Linked DNA regions of Mus musculus: region 2 is linked to region 1. A link is a contact called in public Hi-C data. All regions are on one chromosome and are shown on one strand. The core of a region is the stretch at or near the end of the contact, and the rest is flanking DNA. Distances in the headings are between cores, read along the strand shown. Region 1 overlaps Tnks (tankyrase, TRF1-interacting ankyrin-related ADP-ribose polymerase). Region 2 overlaps Eri1 (exoribonuclease 1).

What was found. Hi-C and Micro-C count contacts between places; a contact is called where the count stands out from the background.
Region 2: a Hi-C map of bone marrow-derived macrophages shows a contact between it and region 1, with 12 read pairs. The contact joins two enhancer-like sites. A contact is called at or near these places in 1 of 15 datasets of contacts at CTCF or cohesin (pro-B cells), 15 of 484 Hi-C or Micro-C datasets (the AtT-20 cell line, the G1E-ER4 cell line, Th1 cells and 11 more), 5 of 115 datasets of contacts at active chromatin or transcription factors (acute myeloid leukemia, cardiomyocytes, effector CD8 T cells and 2 more) and 1 of 9 other capture datasets (embryonic stem cells).

The regions. Positions count from the first base shown.
Region 1 is chr8:34,941,154-34,948,112 of GRCm38.p6, forward strand. All of the region lies in intron 1 of Tnks (tankyrase, TRF1-interacting ankyrin-related ADP-ribose polymerase), which reads right to left. Among named protein-coding and RNA genes, the nearest start is that of Tnks, 21 kb to the right of the region's middle. Within about 2 kb of position 4,143, at least 55 of the 459 cell types and tissues checked have an H3K27ac peak or open chromatin away from gene starts, as enhancers often do. A contact at or near this core is called in bone marrow-derived macrophages, where this site is marked.
Region 2 is chr8:35,464,604-35,471,562 of GRCm38.p6, forward strand. It overlaps Eri1 (exoribonuclease 1), which reads right to left. Exons shown (of 7, transcript NM_026067.3): 7 at 662-4,767. The coding sequence ends at 4,525. Among named protein-coding and RNA genes, the nearest start is that of Gm51568, 27 kb to the right of the region's middle. Within about 2 kb of position 4,573, at least 2 of the 459 cell types and tissues checked have an H3K27ac peak or open chromatin away from gene starts, as enhancers often do. A contact at or near this core is called in bone marrow-derived macrophages, where this site is marked.

The sequences.
Region 1 (6,959 bases), core at 2,893-5,392:
AAAGGGCAATGCTCCTTGCTACTGAGTGGCTGACTCAGAAACCATTTCTAATGGCTTGCTGGGGCAGGCCACTGTGCCAGAAATGCAAGTGAATGAGGTGCCTTCTGCCCCACAGTGTTACGACATGTAACAAAATCACATTCATAAGCTTCCATGTACTTCATACTTAAAAACTGCTGACAAAAATTTTCTATTTAAGTCCTTTAAATATCAGAACACTACAGGTTGTATCAGAATCTGAAGGTATCAGAATACTATTAGGGTGCACCAATGTCAAACTGTGTGCAACAGTTAGTTCAATAAAGCTATCTGTGACAGGATTACAAATCTGAGAAAACAAGGTGTAAAATGAGACTAGTCGCATCTAAGCATACAGAAGCAGACTGTGAAACAAGTGTCACAGTCTAGGGCTAGAAAAGGAAGAAGGGGAACAGCAGGCTAGGACCCGAAGCAGTGTAATGACCAAACAGGTGACACTGTGGCAGAAGGCAGGAACCACAGACAACATTAGGCAAAGTGTAACTTGAGGAGAATTTAGTGAGACCAAGAGGAAGGGAAATGGCCACTGATAAGGACAAACTGTGAGCTACAATGCAACGGACTAAAGGCTGAAACTGTGCATGACAGCACTTACTGACCCGCCCCACTCTGTGGCTGTGCGGCACTAATTCCACACTACTACTTACTTGATCAACTTAGAAACTGGCATGTTAAATAAAACTAAAGGGTAATGAAACAGTCAGATCTTCCTCCATTTCATTCATACACTAAAGAAATGAGGACCACATGAAAAATAGAACAACAACAACAAAAATGTGTCTTCCATGCTATCTATAGAAATCCACTCCTTTTCAGGAAAGCCAAGTACTAAGGAAGTTTCCCAAAATTTAAAAAAATAATAAAAAATTTTTAAAAAAGGATTTCATAGACGTGTATTACAAAGTCAGAATTCTACTGCTCCTGGACAGGGGTAGCTCAATTTTATATCAGAATAGTGAAACTAGAGAGAGCTGGCCATGTGCCCAGTCTGCTGTTCTTAATCCTGGCACAATAGTACTGAGCAGTAGTAGAGGTCCTACAGTCTCGGTTCTGTCCCTCCCTCCCTCGACCATCACAACCCAACCCTTCCCATTATGAGAAGCAAGGCTCCTGGGGAGTTTGAAGGCTTGTTGCTTTGTTCCTGTTGGGACAGAAAAGACAATGATGGATTAGGTGACATCAGTCAGGTCAGGCCACTGGCATTCTGCGAGCCCAGGTAAGGAGCTTGCATTTGAGGAAGGGTCTATCCTGTGGTCTCTCTATGCTAGCTGATGTCAACAGCAGGCATGCGAAGATGAGGCCCAGAGGACTAGTAAGGTCATTTTATTGGGAAGGAACACAGGCAGCTCTGAGTGAAACCCCTAAACCATTACAGAGTCACCTGGCTCATGCTCACTTAGCAATGGCGTCAGAAACCGCTGAAAGCCTGTCTGTCCACTTTAGCATTCTCTGCTTAATCTGTTTGTGCTTGTAAGAGTGCTACAACTCTAAGCTGGACACATGATTTTCAGACAAGAAAGAAAGGCTTGGACACAGAATATTTAGTAAATCAGAAAGGGTCTTCATTTAAGTATGCCTACCTATGCTTTCCTAGCCAAAAATGTGTCACCTGCCCACTTACAAAAACAGGCTGAAAAACAAGTCTTTTATAGCTGAGCACACATCTGTCTCAAGAAAATCAACTAATCTACTGGTAAGGAATTAGAAGATGAATTCAGGGAGAATAAATAACAGCATCTGCCATCACTTCTGTAAGTCATGGGTAGAAATTTGTTTCAAGGACCTGAGAAATGATTTGTAAGCAAAATCACTTAATGCTATTTGAGTCTTTAAAAAGTTTTCAGATAGCTGAATGAGATGTTCACTTTAAATCAACTCTGCACAAACTAGAGTCACCTGGGCCGGGAGCTGTACCGACCGAGTGAGTGCCTTAGCTGAGCTGGGAGCACCGTGTGAACAGTGCATTCCGGTAGCAACCCAGATTAAAGGGGCATGGAGAAGGAAGGCTGTCCCGCTAACTTGGCCTTCCCTCCTTTGCTGCTTCAGTTCCTCCTGACCGCTGCAGCTCATTCCTGCACTGATAGGAGACCAAAGTCTCCAGAACACACCAGGTTTGGGGCACCAGACTGGGATAGCTTAAGCACCCAGCCTCAAGGCTGAGCAACTACCAGTCCTAGATGTCTCAAGTGAAACAATTGTTCTATCTCACTGTTAGTGGATGCAATAATAACAATAATAAATTCTATCTGTTCTTCTCCTCCAGGAAACTCTAATACACTATGTAAAAATGAGCACATCAGAGCCAAATATGGCAGCACATGCCTCTAATCCCACAATGCTGGAGGGAGACTGAGCAATGTTTGTAGGCCAGCCTATGCTACATAAAGAGATCCTCTTTTAAAAACACTAAGGAGCTAGGAAAATGATCCGGTCTGTTCAAGTGCTCGGTATGCAGACATAAGGATCTCAATCTGAATCTCCCATACCCACGTTAGGAAAAAAGAAGAAAGCTGGGAACTTGGTGTGGGACAGAGGGATCCCTGGAGCTACAGGCTCAACAAAGAGACCCAGTCTCAAAAACTAAGATGGAAGGTGACTGCAGAACACCCAGCATGGACCTCTGCCCTCCGTATGAACACACAGACACACACAGACAGACTAACAGACAGACAGACAGACAGACACACACACACACACACACACACACAAATCACAATAAAAAGTAAAGAATCAAGAACAAAATCAGAGGCAACTAGTTAAGGACACTCCTGCTCTCCTGTCTAACAATAAAGATCTGGCACAGAGTTAGAAGGCAAGGACAGCTGGGTCCCAAATTCTGGGTGAGCACCTTGGTCTGTGAGGGTCCAAGTGGGAAAGACGTAAGCCAACAGCTAGACACTCATCCAACGACCTTACTAGTCCTCTGGGCCTCATCTTCGCATGCCTGCTGTTGACATCAGCTAGCATAGAGAGACCACAGGATAGACCCTTCCTCAAATGCAAGCTCCTTACCTGGGCTCGCAGAATGCCAGTGGCCTGACCTGACTGATGTCACCTAATCCATCATTGTCTTTTCTGTCCCAACAGGAACAAAGCAACAAGCCTTCAAACTCCCCAGGAGCCTTGCTTCTCATAATGGGAAGGGTTGGGTTGTGATGGTCGAGGGAGGGAGGGACAGAACCGAGACTGTAGGACCTCTACCACTGCTCAGTACTATTGTGCCAGAACAGCAGACTGGACACATGGCCAGCTCTCTCTGGTTTCACTATTCTGATATAAAATTGAGCTACCCCTGTCCAGGAGCAGTAGAATGTAAGTAGAGTGTAAGATGATTTGTAAATTTCAGCACATGTTTGCTGGTAAATAATGTCATTTCACATATTTAAAGAAAACAAAAAATGTACTTTAAGGAAAAACTAAATTCAAAGTACAAGGCCTAACTAAATACACTTAGCAACATTCTTAAAGAACTGATTTTAAAGTATTATAATTAAGGCCCTTTGAAGTGTTTCAGTACAAGATGTAGGGCCACGGGTATTTATTCCCCAGGTCTGAGCTAAAAAACCAGGAAAAGTCATTCCACTTAACATTTAACATTTTAAGCTTGCCTACAATTAAAATCTGCAAGAAACAACCTTAAACCTTAACGGTAACATGAACAATGTTATCAAAAAAGAAAACCCAAAGGCGTTTGGTGTAATATAAACTGAAATATTTTATAAACAGTAGCAAACAACAGACTAAGAAGGCATTTTCTTCCTAACCTGACTACCAACAAAGCAACGAGCACTGGATCACAATAGCAAAGTTCATATTACATGTCATTTTTTAATTTTTCTGTAAGTATTGTAAGATCCAAGAACACCCAAAAGACAAAGAGTAAAGTAAGCTTGAAATTGTCAAGAACACTGACATAAAAGATAAACGGGCTTTTAGTGACAGAGGATCCACGAGATACCTTAGAAGGGAAGGTATCAGTGATCTACTGTTTACGTAATTCCAGCCACAAGACTGGCCTCATTGGCTCTCTACTGCTGGGATCAAACACCACCAAAGGCAGCTTGGGGATCAAAGGGTTTGTGTGGCTTCCCACTTCACAGTCCAACATGAAGGGAAGTAGTCAGGAAACAGGAAGTGAAACCAAGACCCATGGAGAAGAAACCCTCCTTACTGGTGTCTGTCCCCTTTGCATGGCTTGCTCAGCCCCGTTTCTTTTTCTTTCTTTTTTTTTTAAAGATTTATTTATTTATTATATGTAAGTACACTGTAGCTGTCTTCAGACACTCCTGAAGAAGGAGTCAGCTCTCATTACGGATGGTTGTGAGCAACCATGTGGTTGCTGGGATTTGGACTCAGGACCTTGGGAAGTTGATGCTCTTAACCACTGAGCTATCTCACCAGCCCAACAGCCCTGTTTCTTATAAGAATTACCATCAACTACCCAGGAATGGCTCCACCCACAGTGGGCTGGGGTTCTCCCACATCCATCAGTAATCAAAAAATTGCCTCACAGACTTGCACACGAGCCAATCTGATGGAGAAAACTCCTAAACCTAGAGTCCCTCTCCTCCCAGATATGCCTGTGTCACGTTCACAAAAATTAGCAACACAGAAGCTTTTGAACAATAACTGTAGAGCTTTTAAACACTTTTCTCCCCAGGGTATTCAGTGGCTCCCTAACATCACTGCCTACTCCAGAGGGTCCAGACATGGAGGAACTTCTAACTCTAAGTTCATTCTGAATCATGTGCATCCTGGCTGATGTGTGGAAGGCAGCTGCTGTTTATCTCACGACAGCTCCACCACCATGCCTTCACTCTCATTCTGTCCACTTTCTTCTTCTGACATGTTTTTAGGTATTTGGGTTTACTGTATTTTACGGAAGAAATGTGTATGCTGTTGTGAACATCTGTACTGGGAACTGCGGAAAGAACCTCCACCTTACTTGTCTTCTATGTACCAACTGGTTTACCTCATCTAATACACAACAAAGCACAGACACCTAGTTAGAAGTTTCTGATTACTCTGTAATATACCATCCAATGACAAATATTTTATATTTAACGTTATTGCTTCCTCTTCTAGCTTTCATTGTAACTATATTAGCTTTTAATCCTTAGAAGATAAACTAGCTTCTGATTGGTTCATCAAAAGTCACAAAGGAGTATATTTCCCTGTTGATTTCTCATTTGTCAAAAGCAGACCCTAGCTGAAAATTATTCTATCTTATAGAACCTGGTTTGGGGAGGGAGAGGGGGAGAGAGAGGGAGAGAGGTAGAGAGAGGGAGAGAATGCTAAAGTACAGAGAACTAAAGGAGTGCTTTCTCCAAACCCAACAGAGAAACTACCAGAAACAAAAAAGGTAAGAAACAGGGAGTAAAAATAAACTGTCCCAAGAAAAAAAGATGGTTAAATTCCAACGCAAAAAGATTAGCTCAACAGCAGAAGGTAATTATCCTGCCTAGGCAGGCGATGGACCAGAGAAGGCCTACACTCAACACCAGCACTGTGTCTCCTTTGCTGCTGTGAATATGAAGACAGGATTTCCCACTGCAGCGCTAGCCAAAAGTAGAGGGATATATCAAGGGGAAATACTGCAATCGGACCAGAGGGCCAAGTGCACAATTACATCGAAGGTGACAGCATTTTTAAAAAGCAAAGTTTGGAAAATGGTGATAAAAGAAATCACACTGGGGCGTTCGCTCTCTGTCCTAGCCCCATCTATCGCCATTTTCCACAACCTAGAATGCATACTTCACTCCTCAGCCCAAGCTCCTTAAGAACTCTTCCAGGAGGCTCTGAAACAGGTACAAAAGGCAAGCATTCAGTAAGATACCAGAGTAATGAGGGTAGGAAGAGAAGAAGCTCTGCAAAAATGACACTTCTCACAGCTGACGGAAGTTCTAACTTCCAGACTTCGGGAGCTCACAGGTTGCAGTGAGGACAGACAGACACTACAGAAGCAGTCTAACGTCAACTACTAAAAACTTCCTAAGTCCTTCAGAAAGAAAATGCAGAACAACAAGAAAACGAAAACTAAGTGGAGAATAGAAACAGTGGCACACACACACACACACCAATGCATCAGAAGGCAGAAAACTGCCACCACTTGGAATCTGTCAGTAGTTTTCAGTCCACCCTCCTTTATCTCAGAGAGCTACAGACAGTGGAGAAAGAAAACACTAAATGCAACCCAATGAATAAATCATAATTAGAAGCCCAGAGAAAAAACACACAAAAACACTAATACAATTTTTAAAAACCCTCAAGCTTTATTTTATCTTAATTCTAAGCAACTGAACCATTTTTAGAATAGTTCTTTAAATCTATACCTCTCAGTGCACAGCAAAGCAAACTCTAGAAAGACTAACATAAAATGAAGAAAGAGTGTCGGTAGACACATCACCTCAGGGGAAAAGGAGACAAAAAAAAAGCTTTAAAGGCAGTAAATCTAGGGAATTGATAGATTAAATAAAAACAGAACAATAGCTATTTAGAGTGACTACAAAAATGCACAGACCAAAAAAAATTCCACAACCAAATGGCCAAGGGCAGGGAAAAAAAGGATTAATCACAACCAATGACTCACTAGAAATGTAAATTAAAACAAATATAGTATTTGTTTGCTTTATTACAACACTGAGCCTGCAAGATGGCTCAGTGAGTAAAAACTCTTGTCACCAAAGTCTTGTGGCAGAAGGAGAACACTAACTCCGACAAGTTGTCTTCCGACCTCCACACGTGTGCATGACACAAGCACCTCACCTCCGAAAACAAATATAATAAACATGTGAAAGCTACACAGAACTGTTCCTAAGAGCACTGTGCACACAGCCAACAATATCCAGATGCAGCAGTCACAGCAGATTGTACACAACACTAAAAACCAACAAACCACTGCCCTTTGACAGCCAAACCAC
Region 2 (6,959 bases), core at 3,323-5,822, 520 kb after region 1:
AATAAAAATAAATTAAATAAATAAAAACAGCAGCTTACTTGTAATTCTAGTTCCAGTGAATCTAATGGGTCTTTCTGGCATCTGAGGGCACTCCAAAGCAATCTTTTAGAAAAGAAATGTATTTGACTAGAACGTAAGCAGACACCTTCCCCCAACAATACTGCATATAGCTTTTCCCACAGCATTTACCTGGGTGTTTAGAAGATGAAGTATCTAGAGATGACTTCAAGTATAAGAAAAGTGCAGACCCTATGGCACTGACAGCAGGCTGTGGAGTCCTGGCAACTAGGTATTCACAGGGATGACGGTTCCCTACCCACCACCACCCCCAGTTTCAAGCCTTTTAGCCTGTCTTAGTAAACACACGATACAAACATTCCTCCCAAGAATATTGGGGTCACTTCTTTTTCAGTTAAACTACTCCAACAGTCCTCAATACATCCAGTACTGCACTATAACTCTGATCTAGGGTTCCCATACTATCAGGTTTTTGTTCTGCTTTCTAAATCCTTAGAGTTTAATAATAATGCTTTTAATCAGGAAGAGGTCAACAACTTTCTACAGAGGACTAGGCAGATGGCAGGCATGGTTTCTAGAGTGAACACTCACCTCTGCTGCTGGAGCACAAACACAGAACGCAGGCAAAACATTGCAAATGGGAGCTATTCCACAAAGCTTTATTTACAACATCAAAATTTTATTTCATAAAATTCCTATGCTACAAGTCACATCATTGGCATGGTAGGTAGCACTTACCTGTAATTCCAGTACCGAAGAATTTGAAACCTGATTAGACTACACAGACATACCCTGTCAAAAACATACATACATATATACATACATACACACATGCATACATACAAGCACTCTTGATTTTAACTTGCCACTTGGCTATCAGATTTGGTTCGTGGCTACAGTGTGTGCATTGATGCTGTGTGGGGGCAGGAAGAGCTGAAATGAGGGTCAACACTAAGGACGATACTTAGTGGGACTACTCATTTACCAACACTGCAATCATTACACACGGAAAGCATCTCAACAGGCCCCGCTGGAATAAAGGAGGAGTTCACAGCTCATCACTAAGGAAGTCAGTCTCCTCCAGCAGCTCAAAGTCTTCCTTGCAACAGGACACATACTCACAGACTTCACAAAGGACATGGCTCACTCGAGGTGGGTGACTTGACTGGTGCTCCTTGTATTGATCACTTGTGATCCCTCCTTCCCCAGAAATCTTACTACCCACCCCTTCTTCCTTATCCTTCGCAATAGTGCTTTAATATCTGGGACGATGAACTAAAAGTTCTTTCACCTTTCAAGTAATCAAATCACCATTTAATAAATGACTCGTCAGCAATAGGACCAGTTTAGCATGACTCCCATGGTCTTTCCTGTTAACCCAGCTGAGAAAACCTATCCCTACAGCAGGACAAGCAGGTCTCTAAAGGCTACAAGAAAGGGCCTTGAGGCTGGAGAGATGGCCCCAGAGTTGAGTGCGACGGCTCTTGCAGAGGCATTGACTCAGGATCCCAGCACCCACATTAGGTGCTCATGGCCACCTGCAACTCCAGTTCTGAGGCGTCCACAGGAATCTAAGGGTACATGGTGCACATAAACTCTCCCAGGCACACATACACGCAGAAACACATGCTGAAAAAAAAGAAAACCTCTTCTTCCTGCTTTTGCTTGACCCAGTCAGAGGGAGAAGTGGAGAGAAAGAAAAATTTCCAGAGTCAATGTCAGTATTTAATACAAAATCAGACAAAATGTAGCTGAGAATATATACCAGTTTGTGTGGATTTGAAAATAATACAGGGGGAAAAATCAGTCTCAATGTCCAAGCAAGTAAAAGGAAAACAAGGAGATGACCATGGCGACTGAGAAAATAAAGCTTTAAGTAAGTATCAGCAAACACTAGCACCAGTGTAAGCCATCCCAGCAGTAACAAGAACCAGTATCTTTACACACAACGTAGGCAGGCAGGCTGCAGTAGTTTCCTTTCAAGAATTATGACTCACTCTATAACTTACAGACAGGTTATATCAGCAGAAAGCCAAATCAAATGGTTTGACAGAGACTCAGAGTGAGTGAAGATGGCGAAATACTTAGTAGAGCCAAAAGCATTTTAAAAGCTTGCAGTGTTAAGTTCTTTAAAAAAAAAATGTTAAGCACTTGATTAGGAAAAAATTTAAACAGCCTGATTTAAAAACAAAACAAAGAGGAAGGCATTAGTATGTCCTGCTATTCTCTAACTTCCCAATGGTAGTTTCCCTATTCAGTAGCAACTATGCAATCAGGTGACAAGCAATTATTTTTCTAGGGCATGAACCTGCCTGTGTCACCATGGCTTATGTGAGAAAATGAAGAGTAAGTCAGTCCAGAGAGCCTGCTGGCTTCTGTCCCTCACAATGACCATTTCCTGTCCCTTTGCTTCAAGACAGAGCTCACTGGGGAATGAAACCGCAAGCCTGGGTAGCAAATTCTCATGGTCCCAAGCGCATCGCTGTCGTTCCTCCTATGTCCGAGTTAGGAAACATGATCAATCTACTTGATTATAGTGGTGATGGACATAATATGATCACAATCATTAAGGAAAGTTGAAAAAACAAAACAACAGGCAATGCCAATGAGATGGGTCCAGGAAAGCATTAGAGGGGTTTAATTCCAAAAGCTCCCACTGTTAGCCTCCAGACAGTATGACATCATCATCTCCAGAGCACATCTTGACTTTAGAAGCAGGAATTACTTTCCAATATATACTGGTCACTCACCAAGACAAGCCAGGTACTTTTTACTATGGAACAAAACATTTCACCTCACAGTACTGAATACAAATGTTTACCATGAGCTCAAAAGCAGGGCGAATATACATTCACAATGGTGAGGGAAGGCAAGGAGCAAATCTTCAGATTTTCCCATTGATTTGTAAGTTATAGCTCTCACAAGTTCACTTGTATTTTCTACTGACACATTTTGGAATCAGGAGCTCATTATATGGCTCAGAGTGGCTTCAGATTCACCTATGCCTTAACTCTTGAGGACTGAAATTACACATCTGTGCTACCAGGCTGCCTTTTCTAACTTTCCATTAGTCTCACCAGTAATTAGACTTTTAAAAAGGATGTATATATTATATATACAACATTCTGCCTGCATGCCAGAAGAGGACAGCAGTCTCATTGTAGGGGGTTGGGAGCCACTATGTGGGTGCTGGGAATTGAACTTCAGGGCCTCTCAAAGAGCAGCCAGCACTCTTAACTTCTGAGGCATCTCTCCAGCCCAGTATTCTAAATTTAGTTATTTTATGTTTATGAATGTTTTGCCTGTTGGATTCTTTGAAACTTACAGATGGTTGTGAGCCACCATGTGGGTTCTGGGAATTGAACTTGGATCTTCTACAAGAGAAGCAAGTACTTTTAACCACTGAGCCATCTTGCTAGCCTCCAGTAACTAGATTTTTAACTAAATTCTATGACCTATTACAAGGTTTCCAGTTATAATATGAAACTGGTCCCAGTACTTTATCATCCTTGAGCTGAGTTGATTCTCTTAGTCTATCACGTGTGTTCTGGGGGTCATGTGTGTTCAGGGCTGTCAAAGTAGACACCTTTAGAAACAACTTCCTGGCTTGAATATAGGCTATACACAGATATGCCGAAAATGTTCCAAGAAGAAACACCTGAATTTGCTGCTCAGCAAGCACTTTGCTGAGTGGACCAGAGTGAGTGACGCAGGGGGGGACAGCTGCTGGCCAGAGAGTGACGCAGGGGACAGCTGAAGTTGCCTCCACCATCTCAGATCTTGGTTTTTTTTTAGCTCATGAGCTATGTAGCAAGGCCCACTATGGTTGTGTCTACATCAACTTGCAGGCTTTTTTTTTTCCTTGTCATTATTCCCTAAATGATACAACCATTTCTTTATAGTTTATTAAGTATAAGCTACCCAGAGATGATTAAAATATGTGGGAGAACGTGTAGGTTATATAGAAACATTATGCCACTTGAACTATAGAACTTCAACACTTGCAGAATCTGGTACCCACACAGCCTTCTTGGGACAAAGCCCTCACTTCACCTACAAACTTACAAAGTTAAAAGAACCACGTTTTACTTAAAACTCAATGGGCAAACACTACCTTTCAATCCTTTCCACATTTTCAAAAAATGTATTTAATTTCATGGTGGTAATGTAGAAATTCATTTTAAATTCCAGTATCAATAAGAACATGACATGTAAAGAATTTTCTGATAAAACTTCCATCTTAAAAGCCAAGGGACACATCTTGGACACCTTACATTATAAAATTCAGTTCTGAGCAGAGACTGGTTACTGTGTGTAACAAATACTGCTCAGATCAAAAGTGCTGGTGACAAAGAATTTGGTGTGTCCTCCCACAAAATGTCTGCATACATACCCATCTATCTGTAATTGTAATAAGATCTTAAATGTTTAAGGTGCTTGAAGGTTGCATTAACTCAGATTCATTCGCCTGCTACTTTTGTAGCAACTGATCAGACAAAACTGCAGTTACTTTCTACTATGTGGCATCTGTGGAGCTGGAGCGCCCTCTACTGGTAAGGATGAGGACACACTCATCAACTGCCCTCCAAGTATTTTTTCATTGATTCGAAGTTCACATCCATCCTGAAGCATCCGAATAGCTATTCTAGCAATGTTCTTAGAGTCATCGAGACCGCTGTGAGGCCGTCCATCATAATCCATTCCTAATTTTTCAAGCATTATTGTTAGTTTGGTCTGGCTTCTGGGAACCTAGAAAACAAAGAACCAAGTAAGTAATTAAGAACTCGGCACAACACAAAAACTTAAAGATAGCAATTATGAATATGTTCAAGGACCTAACAAGGATATGAATAAATGCCTGAACAAAGACGAGGAAAACACCAACAGTTGAGTGTATTTAATTTAAACCACTATTAAATTAAACTGCCAGGTGTGGTGAAATATGTCTTTAATCCTAGCACTCTGGAGGCAGAGGCAGGCAGATCTGTCTCTGTGAGTTTGAGGTCAGCCTGGTCCACATAGCGAGTTCCTGTGATCCTGACTCTAAAAGATCAAAGGGGGGAAATTTTTTTAAAAGAAAAGTTCAGTAAGTCAAAATTAAAATGAAATGGCAGAGAAGCTTTCAGATCACAAAGACACAGTAGGAAAAAAATAAAAAATCAAAGAAAACATTAAATTTTAGAAAAAGGAAAAACAAAAACTCCAGACTCAAAAAAATTCCAGGGAATCTGGGATGGGAGACTTTGAAAAGACCAACCTACAAATAATAGGTACAAAGAAAGGAGAAGAATCCTAGGTCAAAGGCACGGAAAATATTATTAACAAAATCATAAAAGAAAATTTCCTAATTCTAAAGAGATGCAGCAAAGTTCATTCAGAACACCAAATACCGAGGCCCAGAAGCACCTCAATAATCACAGCACTTAAATAAAACAAAGGATATGGAAAGCTGCAGGGGAACAAGGCCCACTCATATATAAAGGCTGACCACTAGCAGAACATCTGACTTCTTAATGGAGACTCTGAAAGCCAGAGGGCTTGGACTGAGGTACAAGCATTGAAAGACCACAGGCACCAGCCCAGACTACCACATCCAGCTAATTGTAATCTCCTGTGAGTATAGTCAGAGGAGAAAGGAACACATTTTACAGACACTAACTAGCACATAGGTGTGGGTGCTGTGCCCTTTGGGCTAGAGAGCGGGATGTTGAGCTTCCAGTCCTGACTGAGGTATTGACCAATGGGGAACGGGTTAAAAATAGGTGGTACTGAGAAGGTGTGCCCACAATGTGGAAAAAGGAGACATTTCCATGCCATAAAACAGGGAGGCAAGCTAAGACTGAGTCAATTCTCAGTGGTCTGGGCAGACAAGTCAGGCTGCTGGCTTCTCTTACAAGAACAAAGGCGTCACCTAGGGAAGAGAAATACTTCACGGCTTTTCTCCTTGCTCAGCTGTCATCAGAGAAGCCTCTTACAGCAGAGGGGACTAACAGAGAGTCACACCTGTCTAGACACATCTGCAGAGTAAGACCTTGAAGCATTCAGTCCTAATGGCACGTTTTCACCCCTTCCCCCCTCCGCCTGAGGGTTTCAGGGATCTATGCAGAAGAGAGGAAGAGTCAGAAGAGACAGATGATTCTAAGGACTGTGAACTCAAAGGCTGTAGTGGCATGCACAGGGCCTGTGAAAGGTTCAAGTGAGATGGGGTCCCAGTGTTGAATATAAAGTGGACACAGGTTCCCACCCCTAACCAAAAAACTATCTGTAACTGATACTCACTGGCAACAAAAAAATTAAATGTTCTCTAATGGCATCTCACTGAGTATATTAACCACGCCTCAGGAATAATTGGCCAACACAAGAGTTCAATAGTATTTTTGTACCTTTTGTCTCATTTTGCTTTGGGGTATTTTTATGGTCTTATCGGTCATTTGCTTGTATGTATACTTTGGTTTCCATTTTTGTGAGTTTGTGTGTGGAGGTGTGTGTGCGTATGCACATGTATTTTAAAAAGTAAGGACACAGAGTTGGGTGGGTGGGGAAGATCAGGCAGGAGTTGAAAAAGAGGAAAATGTGACCAGAATATATTTATGAAAAACTTTTAAAATAAAAAAATGGAAATTGATTTAAAATTGATTAGACTGTATTAGTAGTGCTCAACTTTCCACAGACTTGGGGGACTTAAGTGGAAACTTGGGGTTTCTTTGGAAAGTCGGTAATGTCAAATGATTCTTTGCTGGAAGTTTTGCTATAGCAGACATGCCCCAGGCAGTGAGAGCCGGAGCACTGCTTTGTCTGGCGCTGCCTTGCTAGCCTCACTGACACATGCAGGTTTGTCGTACACTGCATCGCTGAGTTTTACTTGTGGTGACTTTATAGAGAGAAACTCGCTGAAGAACATCTTGGAGGCTCCTGCGGCTTCTTGCCACTTCTGAGCACTC